Regions from separate parts of the Drosophila melanogaster genome. Here region 1 is linked to region 2. Evidence: chromatin contacts called from public targeted proximity ligation data. All regions are on one chromosome and are shown on one strand. The core of a region is the stretch at or near the end of the contact, and the rest is flanking DNA. Distances in the headings are between cores, read along the strand shown.

Evidence for each region.
Region 1: a targeted proximity ligation map of the Kc167 cell line shows a contact between it and region 2, with 3 times the contacts expected there. A contact is called at or near these places in 5 of 107 Hi-C or Micro-C datasets (the Kc167 cell line, brain, embryo and 2 more) and 1 of 7 datasets of targeted methods (the Kc167 cell line).

Annotation. Positions count from the first base shown.
Region 1 is chr3L:1,293,497-1,299,941 of dm6, forward strand. scf (supercoiling factor) reads left to right here and starts at 5,176. Exons shown (of 2, transcript NM_058044.5): 1 at 5,176-5,704; 2 at 5,823-6,445. The coding sequence starts at 5,230. The coding sequence ends at 6,337. Rabex-5 (Rabaptin-5-associated exchange factor for Rab5) reads left to right here and starts at 2,417. Exons shown (of 4, transcript NM_138249.3): 1 at 2,417-2,683; 2 at 2,769-2,972; 3 at 3,027-3,339; 4 at 3,413-5,001. The coding sequence starts at 2,530. The coding sequence ends at 4,832. CG32333 reads left to right here. Exons shown (of 10, transcript NM_001274317.1): 8 at 22-233; 9 at 302-542; 10 at 597-2,203. The coding sequence ends at 789.
Region 2 is chr3L:868,821-874,681 of dm6, forward strand. Usp10 (Ubiquitin specific protease 10) reads left to right here and starts at 4,091. Exons shown (of 10, transcript NM_001274300.1): 1 at 4,091-4,159; 2 at 4,488-5,055; 3 at 5,171-5,861. The coding sequence starts at 4,600. CG12502 reads left to right here. Exons shown (of 7, transcript NM_138223.2): 5 at 116-781; 6 at 843-1,046; 7 at 1,113-2,075. The coding sequence ends at 1,776.

The sequences.
Region 1 (6,445 bases), core at 3,926-6,425, 430 kb after region 2:
GTCATTGTTTAAATCATTTAGGCTGGTTACCGAGATACTCTACCATATCGATAGCTGCGCCCTTAATCCCGCTCGCATTTCCTTCGTCGCCCATTCGCTGGGAACGATAATTGTGCGGAGTGCTCTGGCTAGGCCACAAATGAGGCCTTTGCTCCCGCGACTGCACACCTTCCTCTCGCTCTCCGGACCCCACCTGGGAACACTCTATAATACGAGTGGGCTGGTGAACATGGGTGAGTCTATACCCATTCTTATACATTTAAGCGTGGTGATTAACCCAGGGTTGGGCCTCCTTTCGCAGGAATGTGGTTTATGCAGAAGTGGAAGAAGTCCGGATCACTGCTGCAGCTCTGCATGCGAGATACCACCGATATGCGGAACAGTTTCCTGTACCGGCTGAGCCAGAGGAGCACCCTGCACCATTTCAAGAACATCCTGCTCTGTGGTTCTAGCCAGGATCGCTATGTTCCGGCGCACTCGGCACGCTTGGAGCTTTGCAAGGCTGCCATGAGGGATAGCTCCTCGTTGGGTACCATTTACAGGTTCGATTGGAATGGCTCCTTGTTAAAATCGTGACTATAAAGATTCCTTTTCAGGGAAATGGTGCACAACATAATAGCTCCGATTTTGGCCAGGCCCGAACTGACTTTGGCCCGATTCGATGTCCACCATGCCCTGCCCCACACGGCCAACACTTTGATCGGTCGAGCGGCGCACATTGCTGTCCTGGACTCGGAGTTGTTTATTGAGAAGTTTATGCTGATCGCAGGACTGAAGTACTTCAGTTAACCAGGGCACTGAAGAAATGTCTGAAATGTCTTTAGAAGAGTCCTAGCGAATTAATCAAGTACTAAACACAGTCGGAAGATTCAACTACCAATTTGATAAAATTAAAAAAAAAAAAGATTATTTTCTTATAAGTATTTAATTACAGCATGTTTGTATAGTTTAAAAGTCATATGTTTCATTTTGTTTCTTCGTTTTGTCAAGAGTTTTGTTTGTATAACTGTATATATGGAAAGTTAAGACATATTCTTTTTGAAACTTACAATTTCTAACTTGCTGTACTTTCTGTTTTATACGCCGAACTTTTGAATACACAGGGTACTCATACATAATTCGAAGACAAAATAAGAACCACAGTCATCAGATCAGCCAAATAATTCCAATTGATCAGCGATTGGAACAAGGAATTTATTGAAGCAAATCGTTAGACTTGAATTTTTTACAAATGCAACTCTTTTGTAGCGAATTGAATACACTCAGATACGAACAAATCAAAAACCAAAGAATGTTTAATCAAAAACCTATAACCAAAACCAAAGTCAGCATAATGTTGAAACACACGCGTTAAAGATAATTACATTGTTAGCTGTAAGAGTTGAACGCATACAAAGCAAAAACAAAAGCCAAAGACATCATAAGTAGTGTTAAATTCCAGTTCAAAACTATACACGAGACTTTTTCGAAACGGTTGAATTGCAAATGGGAAGTGAACGAAAACAAGAACGATCATGTTAAGTATACGTAAACTATCGATAGTAGTTGAGCACGGCAAGGCAAGGTTGCATTTTGATGACAGTAGCGAAATAGTATTAGCAATTTTTAAGACTAATCAAAACACAAACAGAGACAAAATGGTTTTTTCCAAATCTTTTTACTGCTAGACGAGAGAACAAATTTAGAAGAACTAGAGATAAAGTAGAGGTAGTGTTGAACTAGTCGAGTTGTTAGTAGTTGAGTGCATTATTGGATCGTCAATTACGAGGAGAGCTGGACGATGCAAAGGTTTGTTTGCAGATTTAAACTTTTCATTGGGGAACAAGATCGGTAACGTAGCGTAGAGCAGTTAGGACAAAAAACTTTGCAAATTTATAGTCTAGTCTAAGCCATAACTCTGTGTTTTCTGAGCTTTTTCCAATTGCTGTTGTGAACTACTACCATTAGCGACCCTTCCAGAAATGCATTCTTTTTACGTGTATAACCGTCCTAAATGTTACTACTTTATCAACTTGCTATGTCGATATACGTGTGTAACTGGTTTTAAAAATGTTTGTGTGCATCTAAGAATTGAATGTGTGTTGAAATGTTCCCTAGGACACCACGATTTTACTACATGTATTCGATCTAATTGTGCAAATTTCCCTAAGTTGCAGTTTAAATATTTTCTTTACGAATAAAATATGCTAAAATCCAATTTTAGTGGAACATAACTGAATAGTGTTTTAATTGTATGTGGGTTTACAGGTCATATGCGAACTACGTTCTTTTTTATCAAAATTATATTCAAAAGAGGGAAATCCCCCTTGTACGAAGCGAACTAGTTCCATTCGATGGGCGGCTACTTAAAGCCGGCGAACCAGCTCATCTCTAACTTTCTGAGCGATGTCCCACCACTGGATAAAAGACCATCTGGCAACGCTGGCAGCAGTAGAATTATTTATCTCCACAATTCAGTCACGAAAACAATAAGCAACAAAGGGACTCCCACAGATAAGGGAGCTGTATTTTTATAGCCACACCTCCGAGATGTCAACGGCGGCGCGACCTCCGTCTTTGCGGCTGGGCCAGCAGGACCTCAAGTGCCGTTCAGGATGCGGGTTTTACGGAACCCCCCAAAACGAAGGATTGTGCTCGATGTGCTTCCGAGAAAAGTTTAATGATAAGCAGCGGAAGTTGAAGCGTAAGTTGAAGCGTAGGTCCCCAGACAATGCTTGCATATAACTCCAAAGCCGATGAGCGTTGAGTCATGAAGTGGTTCTTTACAGAGACGGGTGGCGAGACGGGTCCTGGATCCTCTTCCTCGGTCGCCACCTTGGATCGCCGATCGCCACAGCATGCGCACCTCCAGGGAAAAGTGGAGCAGCAGGTCAGGAAGCCGTCGGACAAGGAGCAGGACAACTTGGGAACCCTGCAAAAGAAAAAGTTTACCGCTGTGCTGCAAAAAACTCTGCAGGCGGGAGCCCAAAAAAGTAATATTGCATAGCCACACTGCCTTTAAATGCTTATACTTGGATATTCCTTAGTTACCCAACAGCGTGGTCATGTGCCGGATCCCACGGAGGGCCAGTTCCTACTGCAATTGCGGCAACTTCGCATTCCCGACGATGGCAAGCGGAAACTCAAGCTTGAAATCCAGCGTTTGGACAGCGACATCCGCAAGTATATGAACGGAAATGGCGGCAAAAACATCAACGAACTATCAGATTTGGTTCAAAACGCCTACACCAAAGTCTCAGACATTGTGCACAACGATCCCAGCTTCGAGATAGCCACCAACGAGGATCGCGATAGTGCCATTGACTTCTTTGAGAAAGTGGTGATGACGCAGAACCACAAGTGAGTCAAGCGGAACGTTGATATCAGAGGAGTACATATTTTTATCTGGGAAACTCTTTTTTTTTTTTTGCAGATTTCTCTTCAGTCCCTATTTCACTACCGATGAGGACAGTGACGTGAAGGTGCAGAAGCGGATACGCCAGCTGAGCTGGATTACGGCCAAGCATCTGGACTGCAGCATCGACGAGGTCAACTCGGAGGCCAGGGATCTGGTTTACAATGCTATATCCGAGCTGGTGGGCATAGATTCGTACTATTCGCCGCAGGAGAAGCTGCAGTGCACTTGGCGCTGCTGTAGGCACATCTTTGAGCTTCTGAAGCGGGCAACTGGAGGACCCGCCAGTGCGGATGACTTCCTACCCGCCCTAATATTCGTCGTGCTTAAGGCAAATCCAGTGCGACTGCACAGCAACATCAACTTCGTTACGCGCTTCACAAACGCTTCGCGGCTGATGAGCGGCGAGAGTGGCTACTACTTTACCAATCTGTGCTCCGCCATCGCCTTCATAGAGAATCTGAATGGCGAGAGTCTGGGCGTCAGCAGCGAGGAGTTCGAGGCTCTGATGTCCGGACAGCAGCCCTACAGCACGCCCTGGGAAAGTGCCCTGTTGGCCTGCGAGAGCCTTCACCTGATATCCGAGAACATGAAGCGAATGGAGATGCTGCAGAAAAGGAACGCCCTGATAAGCTCTGGAATAACTTCATTTGAAAAAGAGCTTATCGATTTCCAAAGAGAGGTGACGGAACGAGTAGACACCGTGATTGCCAAGGCCCCACTCAACCTGCTGCCCATCAAAACACCCGCTTTTCTGATTGGTCAAGCCAGGGCGCACCTTCTCAACGAAAGCGAGGCTGGTCATTATCAAGCGAATATGCTGCACGGCGGCTCATTGACCTCCCAGTCGCTGACAGCAGCCGGTGGGTTGGTAAAGCCCGCAGCGGCGTCTAAAGAATCTGGATTGTCCCTTAAGGATACCAGCATGAGTTCGATGGGCCGTCTGTCGCCACTTCAGCAGAACGTTCAGCCAGCCGATCACCTCTTCGCCTCTCCAATCTTTAACTACACCGCGTTTGATGCCGTCTCGCTCTTGGAGGAGCCTGTGCCCGATGCGAACACAGACGTACTCATGCTGGGCTCCGAGTTTCAAGGAGGCCTGACCAATATCAACTACGACTTCGACTTGTCGGATCAAAGTGGGGAAAACAGCACTGCGGACGAGTCAAAGCTGAATCTCGACGAATTCGACCCCTTGGCGCAGAAGGGCCTAGTTGCCAAGCCACCGCCGCCTCTGCCGGAGACCAGTCTGCTGGATAGCACAACGGATAGCCTTATAGATAGCGAAGTGCCCGGCACAGCTGTCCTGCTTCCATCCCCTCTGAAGCCCGAGGTGTCCAACTACCGGGGCTTCTCAAACTTCGATATTCCCAGCATCTCGTGCAACACGGGAGACTTTAGTTCTCTGGGACAGGACGGCGCGGATGCTCCCAAATAAACGTTTGTTCACTGGGTCACTGAATCCTGCAGCTGTGTGAATGTAAATAAGTTTAAGTGAAATATTGTAGTTAGCCCAACGCTTCAATTCAAATTTCTGCACATATTTATTTGTACCATATTTAACTAGCTTTACAGAAAGGACGTTTAATAAATGCAATCTAACACATACACAAGTTGTATTGTTTTTTACAATAAACGGTTAACTAAGTTTAATTTCTTTCCCAGGGGTAATTGCATGATTTTCAAAAGTCCCGCCAACTGGGCATCACTTATCCAATAATCTGGCAGCACTAGAAAAGTAACAAGAGAGATTGTTGTTTTCGAAATATCTCAATCACACACGATTTATTCTCAGTTTGCCTGCCGAACCGAACGGACGTGAGCGCTCACGAGAAATGGCTAGAACCCGAATTCAGATGCTGCTACTTGTTGTTGCGCTGACGGCGGTGATAAGTGGAGCAAGTGCCTCCAGCATACCGGAAGAGCTGCCCCACAATCCGCTCGAGCACGACCCCCTGCACCCCAGGCACTTCGACGGGGGCGAGCACAATGCCCAGTTTGACCACGAAGCCTTCTTGGGCCCGGACGAGTCCAAGAAGTTCGACAGCCTGACACCCGAGGAGAGCAGGCGGAGATTGGGCGTCATTGTGGACCGAATCGACGAGAACAAGGACGGGTCAGTCACATTGGCGGAGCTAAAGAACTGGATCGCCTACACCCAGAGGCGCTACATCGAAGAAGACGTGGGTCGCGTGTGGAAGCAGCACAATCCGGACAACAATGAGACCATAAGCTGGGATTCCTACATGCAGACTGTCTACGGCTTCATGGATGATCTGAGCCCCGACGAGAAGGAACAGGAGGAAAATGGTATGTAGCCCAAATCGTCATTGTAAGCAGAGGCATCAATTTGATAGGGAAATCACTGTTTTGATGGGCGGGAAACATCACATTAATCTAATCAAATTGTATTTGTTTTTTCGAACAGGAGTCAGCTACAAGAGCCTGCTGAAACGCGATCGGTACCGCTGGTCGGTGGCCGACCAGGACTTGGATGACAATCTCACCAAGGATGAGTTTACCGCCTTCCTGCACCCCGAGGACCATCCCAGCATGAAGGGTGTGGTTCTGCGCGAGACCATTACCGATCTGGACAAGGACCACGATGGCAAGATCTCGGTGGACGAGTACATTGGCGACATGTACCGATCGACGGGCGCGGAAGACGAGGAGCCCGAGTGGGTGGCTAACGAAAGGGAGGCGTTCTCCACACATCGCGACCTGGACAAAGATGGTTATTTGAACGAGGAGGAAGTGAAGCAGTGGATTGCGCCCCATGACTTCGATCATTCGGAGGCGGAGGCCAAGCACCTGCTGTTCGAGGCCGATGCGGACCACGATGATAAGTTGACAAAGGAGGAAATACTAGACAAGTACGACGTTTTCGTCGGCTCCCAGGCCACCGATTTCGGCGAGGCCTTGGCCCGCCACGATGAGTTCTAGAGTGTCTAGATACCCAGAATCCCTGAGATTAAGATTGATCCTATGAATCTCCCACTTCGCATGCCAAATAACTTGTAATCTTGTCTAGCCCTTAAGACCTTAAGAAAG
Region 2 (5,861 bases), core at 2,841-5,340:
TATATCAAAATTCACTTATACGATTGGCTGTTTCTCGCTCTTACCGCCCGCTTTTCGCTTTCCGAAATCTGAAATCTGAAATCCGCATCCGCATCCCGCTTCCGCCAACCATCAGTGCATCCAATCGCTTTTGTCCCCAGTGGCGCCGCCTTTCGGGGGCTGGTTCCGCTCCGGATTTGTCCGGATCCCATGCTCATGCTAATACCACCAACTCCACCAATGCCACAAACCACCAAAACCCAACCACCACAGTCACCACTAATTACTACAATTTGCTCTCACTGAATCGATTGTCGCCGTTGGATTGGGAACTGTATTGCTCGCACCGCCGTCACCGTCGTCACCATCACCGCCACTCGCACCACCACCACCACCACCACCACAAATCCTCAAGCAGCAGTGTGCGGCGGGTGCGCCCAGTGCGACCGGGCTTGGGAGCGGGATCGCAACCCTCCGGTGGAGGCGGAGGAGGAGGTGGAGGAGGAGCTGGCTCCTCTTCGTCGGCCCGGATCATCAGCAATTCCTCCAGCCTGATCCAGAGGGCCACCAGGGAGTGCTCCCTGCTCCAGCCACCAGCTGCTAGTCGTGTCTACTGGCAGGCCTCCTCCTTTGACGGCGGCAGTAATCATCCGCCCGGATTGGGCATGAGTTCCGGCGCAGAGAAGCGCAGTGAGCGGAACAAGCGGTCGGACACCGCCAAGCGGCACGTTCTCTCCCGGCAACGACCCATCGAGCAGGAGGAGGCACGGGATCACAGTCGCAGTCCGCTGGGACACAGGCGGTGAGTTCAAGGTGTCCAATAGCTCCTCTAGCTGGCTAATAACATATACCATTGCTTACAGGAACTCTACAATGTCGGACTCCTCGTATAGCGGCCGCTGGACGGCTCGCTGTGCCTCCATGGCCAGTCGAACATCCAGTATCGAGTCTCGGCGTGTTCAAGTAGATCTTCATAGTCCCGAAGTGATGCCCAAATCCATTCTCCGTTCGCCCAAGCGCTACAGCTCGGGTCCATCGGCCACGCCTTCCGTGGAGAAGGAGTTTCGGTATGTCCATGTTGTACCCCTCCAAATCAAGTTCCCAAATAGATTTTAACTCGGTTTTCCTTGCAGGAGTCAGTTATCTGTATGCTCGGAGCCACCGCCACCGGTGCGCCAGCTGTCGGGCCAATCCAGCATGGAGCCAGCCGTTCCCGAGGAGAGTCTGGATCAGTCGGAGGAGCAGGAGGAGACGACACAGCCCAAGGCGTCCTACGAGGAGATCACCGAACTGCAGCACCACACGAGCAGCTTGCCGCCGAAAAAGGCTCGTCCGGGATTCCTGCCCCTCGCGCGCAGCGAGCAGGAGGAGGATCCGAGGCCAGTGGCCAATCCGCTATACAGGAGCAATAGTTCCCGCCAGTTCTACAGGCCCAAGAAAGGTGTTCCAAACGAGCGGGATGATTCCGTTTTCTACATACGGTCCATGGAAAGGGGATTGGCTGAAAACGGTGGGTGTGGCAGTGCGGATGAGCAGAGGTACGATTCACTGAGGGTCATCAACGAGAGGAGGACCACTTTGCTGAAAGCCGACTCCCAGGGCTCCTTGGGATCTGCGGAGCGAAAGTTGAGCAGCTTCTCCCTCAAAATGCCGGAGATCACGGAGCGGGAGAACTCGATTGAGATCGAAATAGATGCGGATGAGTTGCATCCAAGTACCCCGCCTTCTCCACCCCCGCCTCCGACACAGCCGGGCAATTCCCACACAACTGAATCAATCCAGGATCAGGATCCCTAGGATCGAATGGATACACCCACTTCTTAGCGTTTAACCAGCAGCCATCGACAATTACTTTAGCAACTCGATTGATGTTTGTATATGTATTTTTGTGCGTGTGCGTGTCGTTTATTTTTATAACCCCTAGATCGTATCTAGATAAGTGTTAAACGAGTATATATATATATATATATATATATATACCAGCAATTATCTCTGTGTTGCCTCGGGCCTAAGCAATCAACTAACGAACTAACTTCAACGACGTCTATTAACTTGATAAACTGATGTTATTAAAAATATAACTTCAGTTGCGATCGAAATAATTATAGCATGAAACGTAGAAGGATTGGTGTGCATTTTTTTTAGATTTCCTCCAATAGTCTCAGATTTATTTTCAGACATATTTTCCAACTGATTAAGGTTGTTTTTAGTTCATATTTCAAAGAGCTGAAAAATCAAACGATCTTTTTGAATCAAAATAAAGCCTATTCTTGGAAGCGCAGTTGGTTGGAAAACACATAGAGATATTATTTTGATCGCAGCTGTCGTCACTAGTCTTCCTATTGTTAGAATATGAGATATATCACGTTATTACGATCCCATATCTGGGGCCGAAATGTCCCGTTGGGTGTACCGTTGTTATCAATACTATTTATCGGTTAATGTTAATGCTAATCTCTACGAGGATGTGTACTCACAACGATCTAAATACGAGGGCGTGGCCAAATAAATGCCAGACTTGTGCATACCCTGTAAAAAGTACAATCAGCTTATAGTAAAGACTGATTAGGCAAATTGATTTACAAAATTGGTCAATGGCGAATGGAAAACTAGTCAATGAAAAGCAATCGGAACACGGATTAAGTTCGATGCACATATATAATTAGTTGTACGCTCTCAGTGTTAATCCCCACATTACAGCATTATATGTACCTATACGATTATATATCTGAGTGTTTATTTGTAATCCATGCAATTACAATGTTTCTCGTTCCATAATAGATGTTGAAAATCCCACAGCAATCCGAAAATTCAAAATGCCCGAGTTGGTTTAAATGGAAGGCCGAACACGAATCTCTGTTGATGTGCAGCGAATTTTTGTATAATTGTTCATTGCATGTTTAATATTGCATAAATAAAAACAAACAATGTGTGTCTAATAATAGTCTTGGTGTTTTGTATTGTCGAATACGTCCGAAATAGGTTTTAATAACATAGTCAAGCATTCAAATTACCCGCCAATTTTCCACAGCGTTGCCATCGGTTGCAGGCGGGTGGCCACCCTGGCCATCGATAGCACGCGCCGACGATTATCGCACTGTCATCGAATTGCGACAACCCTGGGAGCAGGAAGGTTTTTCGGCCGAAAAATAGAGAACAATAAAACGTTTGTGGCCCTCAGCAATATAGGGATCGCCGAGTGCCGTGTTAACCGGTGACCTCTCGCCCGTGCCCCGAGACCTGTGACCCCGCGCAACTGCCCGCCTCAATGTTAATTTGTGGCAGCAAAAGCAGCAGAATTTGGAGCAGCAGCGTGTAAAAAGTTGCGGAATTATCGTGGCACCGCGGAGAAAGAGAGAGCAGGAGAGAGATTGCCGCACGCATAAAATATGATCAAATTGCAAAATTGATTTCAATTGGCCACTCAACAAAAGGTACGTTCGATACACCCGCCCCGGCGCCCACGAAATTAGCACAATAATAACACCAAACACCTGGCTCCTCCATTTACATAAAACTCGGAAGAAGTAAACCTGGCAACTAGTAGGGAATCGTGGACTTTTTGCTTCCAGCGAACGTTATTTTCCCATTTCTTCCATTTGCCCTGCCTCTCCGTGTGTGCATGTGTGCGTGTGTGTGAGTGCGTGCATGTGCTGGTGTATGTGTGTTGTGTTCGGCAGAGATGAGTAATTTAAAACTCCCAAAGAACAGCAATGAATGTCTGTCAAATGCAGGTAGTTTTCAAGATGAACGACCAGCTTCCATGCCGAAGTCATTTCACTTTCCATGACCAACTTCTAATCTAGAAAAACCCATTAAAAGAGCCCTTTGAACCTGTTACATTCGTGACCGATATTTACGTGAGCCGGCAAATCGTCGCAATTACTCATCTCTAGCGGGCGCCGTGTGGCACCAAAAAATCGTCCAGAAAATGTCCAGAAATGCAATGGGCAGCAGTTAGTTTTGTTTGATAAATATGCATTTATAATGCGTCTACATTTGAGATAATTCCCGTGTAAGCCTTATTTAAATTATGCGTCTCTTTTGCTTTGTTTATTTGATTTTCTCATTACACCGTCTCATCACAGCTGTGCGGCCTTGCCAGATCGCTTTTCTGGCTGCGGCACGCGGAGTGGCGTGAATTGAAAATCGCATTTAATTAGAATTTAACCTGCGTCGGGTAAAATATAATGAATTTGTGCGCTCCAGCTGCATAAGCTAGTGTTAGAATTGAAGTTACTTTATTGATGTGATATATTTAAACGTGCGGCTCAAGATTTGTAGAATCAGCCATAGTATTCAACAGTTGGTCTTGTCAATAGAAATTGTTTTGAATCATTACCCTCATGCCCCCATACTTTATATTAATAAATTTAATTAGGGGACTCTAATAAATGGTGTATTCTTCTTTCGACTGCGTGCATAATTAATATTGATTGCCCAGTCTTATATAATTATCTCCTTAATGTACTAATTAATCAATTGCTATGCGCTCTCTTTCCGATCAGCAAAAACCAATTTCAATGTTTGGCGCCTGCTGCGACTCTTGAGACTCGTCTAAATCCGCAAGTACATTCAACCGGAATTTGAGCCAAGTTTCTAACCTTTGGCCTCAAAGCCATGGCATCCACGTCGTCGTCGGCTTCCACGACGGCGGGATCCTCCGGCGCGGCAGGCGGAGGAGCAGCCACGCCCATCTCAACGCCCTCGACGCCCCAGCCGTCTGGCGTGAGCAGCGGACCCGGCAATAATGGCAACAACAACAACAACCATCACAACAACACCCTGGTCTCACCATCCGGGAACAACAACTTGATGACGCCCGTCCAGGCATTCACTCCAACCGGACAGCCAGTGTACAATCCACCCGTCTATATGTCCGCCCACGGAGGACACCCGCACGCCGGAGCCCACTACCCGGCCATGATCCCCGCTCCGATGCCCAGCAATCACGTCTATGTGAACAACGTCACTGCCAATGTGAACCTGCATGGCTGGCCGCACGGTGTTCCGGCTTATATGCCACCCGGAGGTCAGCATCACTACATTGGACACGGCGACATGCCCCAGGAGCAGGTGGGTGAAACAGAACAGGATCTATATACATCTGTTCGATAATTTCGCTAATTACTAAGCATTGTTACTAGCTAGCACCTACATTACTGACCTTCTTACTTGTTATTCCACACAGGGCAACACGGTGATGCCGCACCTGCAGCCTGTGCCCATTAATTTGGCGCCCCAGGGCGGATCTCCGAATCCCCATGGTCCTAGAATGGGTGGCGGACGGATGCGCGAACGAGGTCGTCCCCGTGGCGGTGGACCGCGACGCAATGACTACCATGGGCCACGTCACCTCCAGCAGCAGCAACTGATCACCCTTCCGCCGCAGCAGCAACTGCCACCGCCGGACGGAGCCAATCCCGGGCTGCAGCTTCAGCCGGATCAGATTGGTCAGCAGTTGGCGCCGCCGGAGGCGCACATGCAGCACTTACAGCAGTACTACGCGGCGCCACCAACCTACGCCTACGGGCCATATCCCTCTCCCTACTTCACACCCCAACATGCCAATGTGCAGCCTCCCCCCAATGCCACTGCTGCCCAACAGGCAACTGGAACGCCGCTCTTCATCTCCGGACCGCTGATGTATAATCCTGCGTGGTTCAACCACGGTGGGTACATCTACCCCATGATGCATCCGGCTGAGTACCAGTATGTACCCGAAGACGCTGGCCAGCCGGGAGTGGATGAACGTGGAGCTCAGCCGGACGGCGGAATGACCCAGATCTGGCACCAGGGCCCCATGTACGCAGAGGACTTCGAAGCGCTACAGCAGCAGCAACAACAGCAACAGGTGGCTGTGCATCCCAATGGAGGTGCTG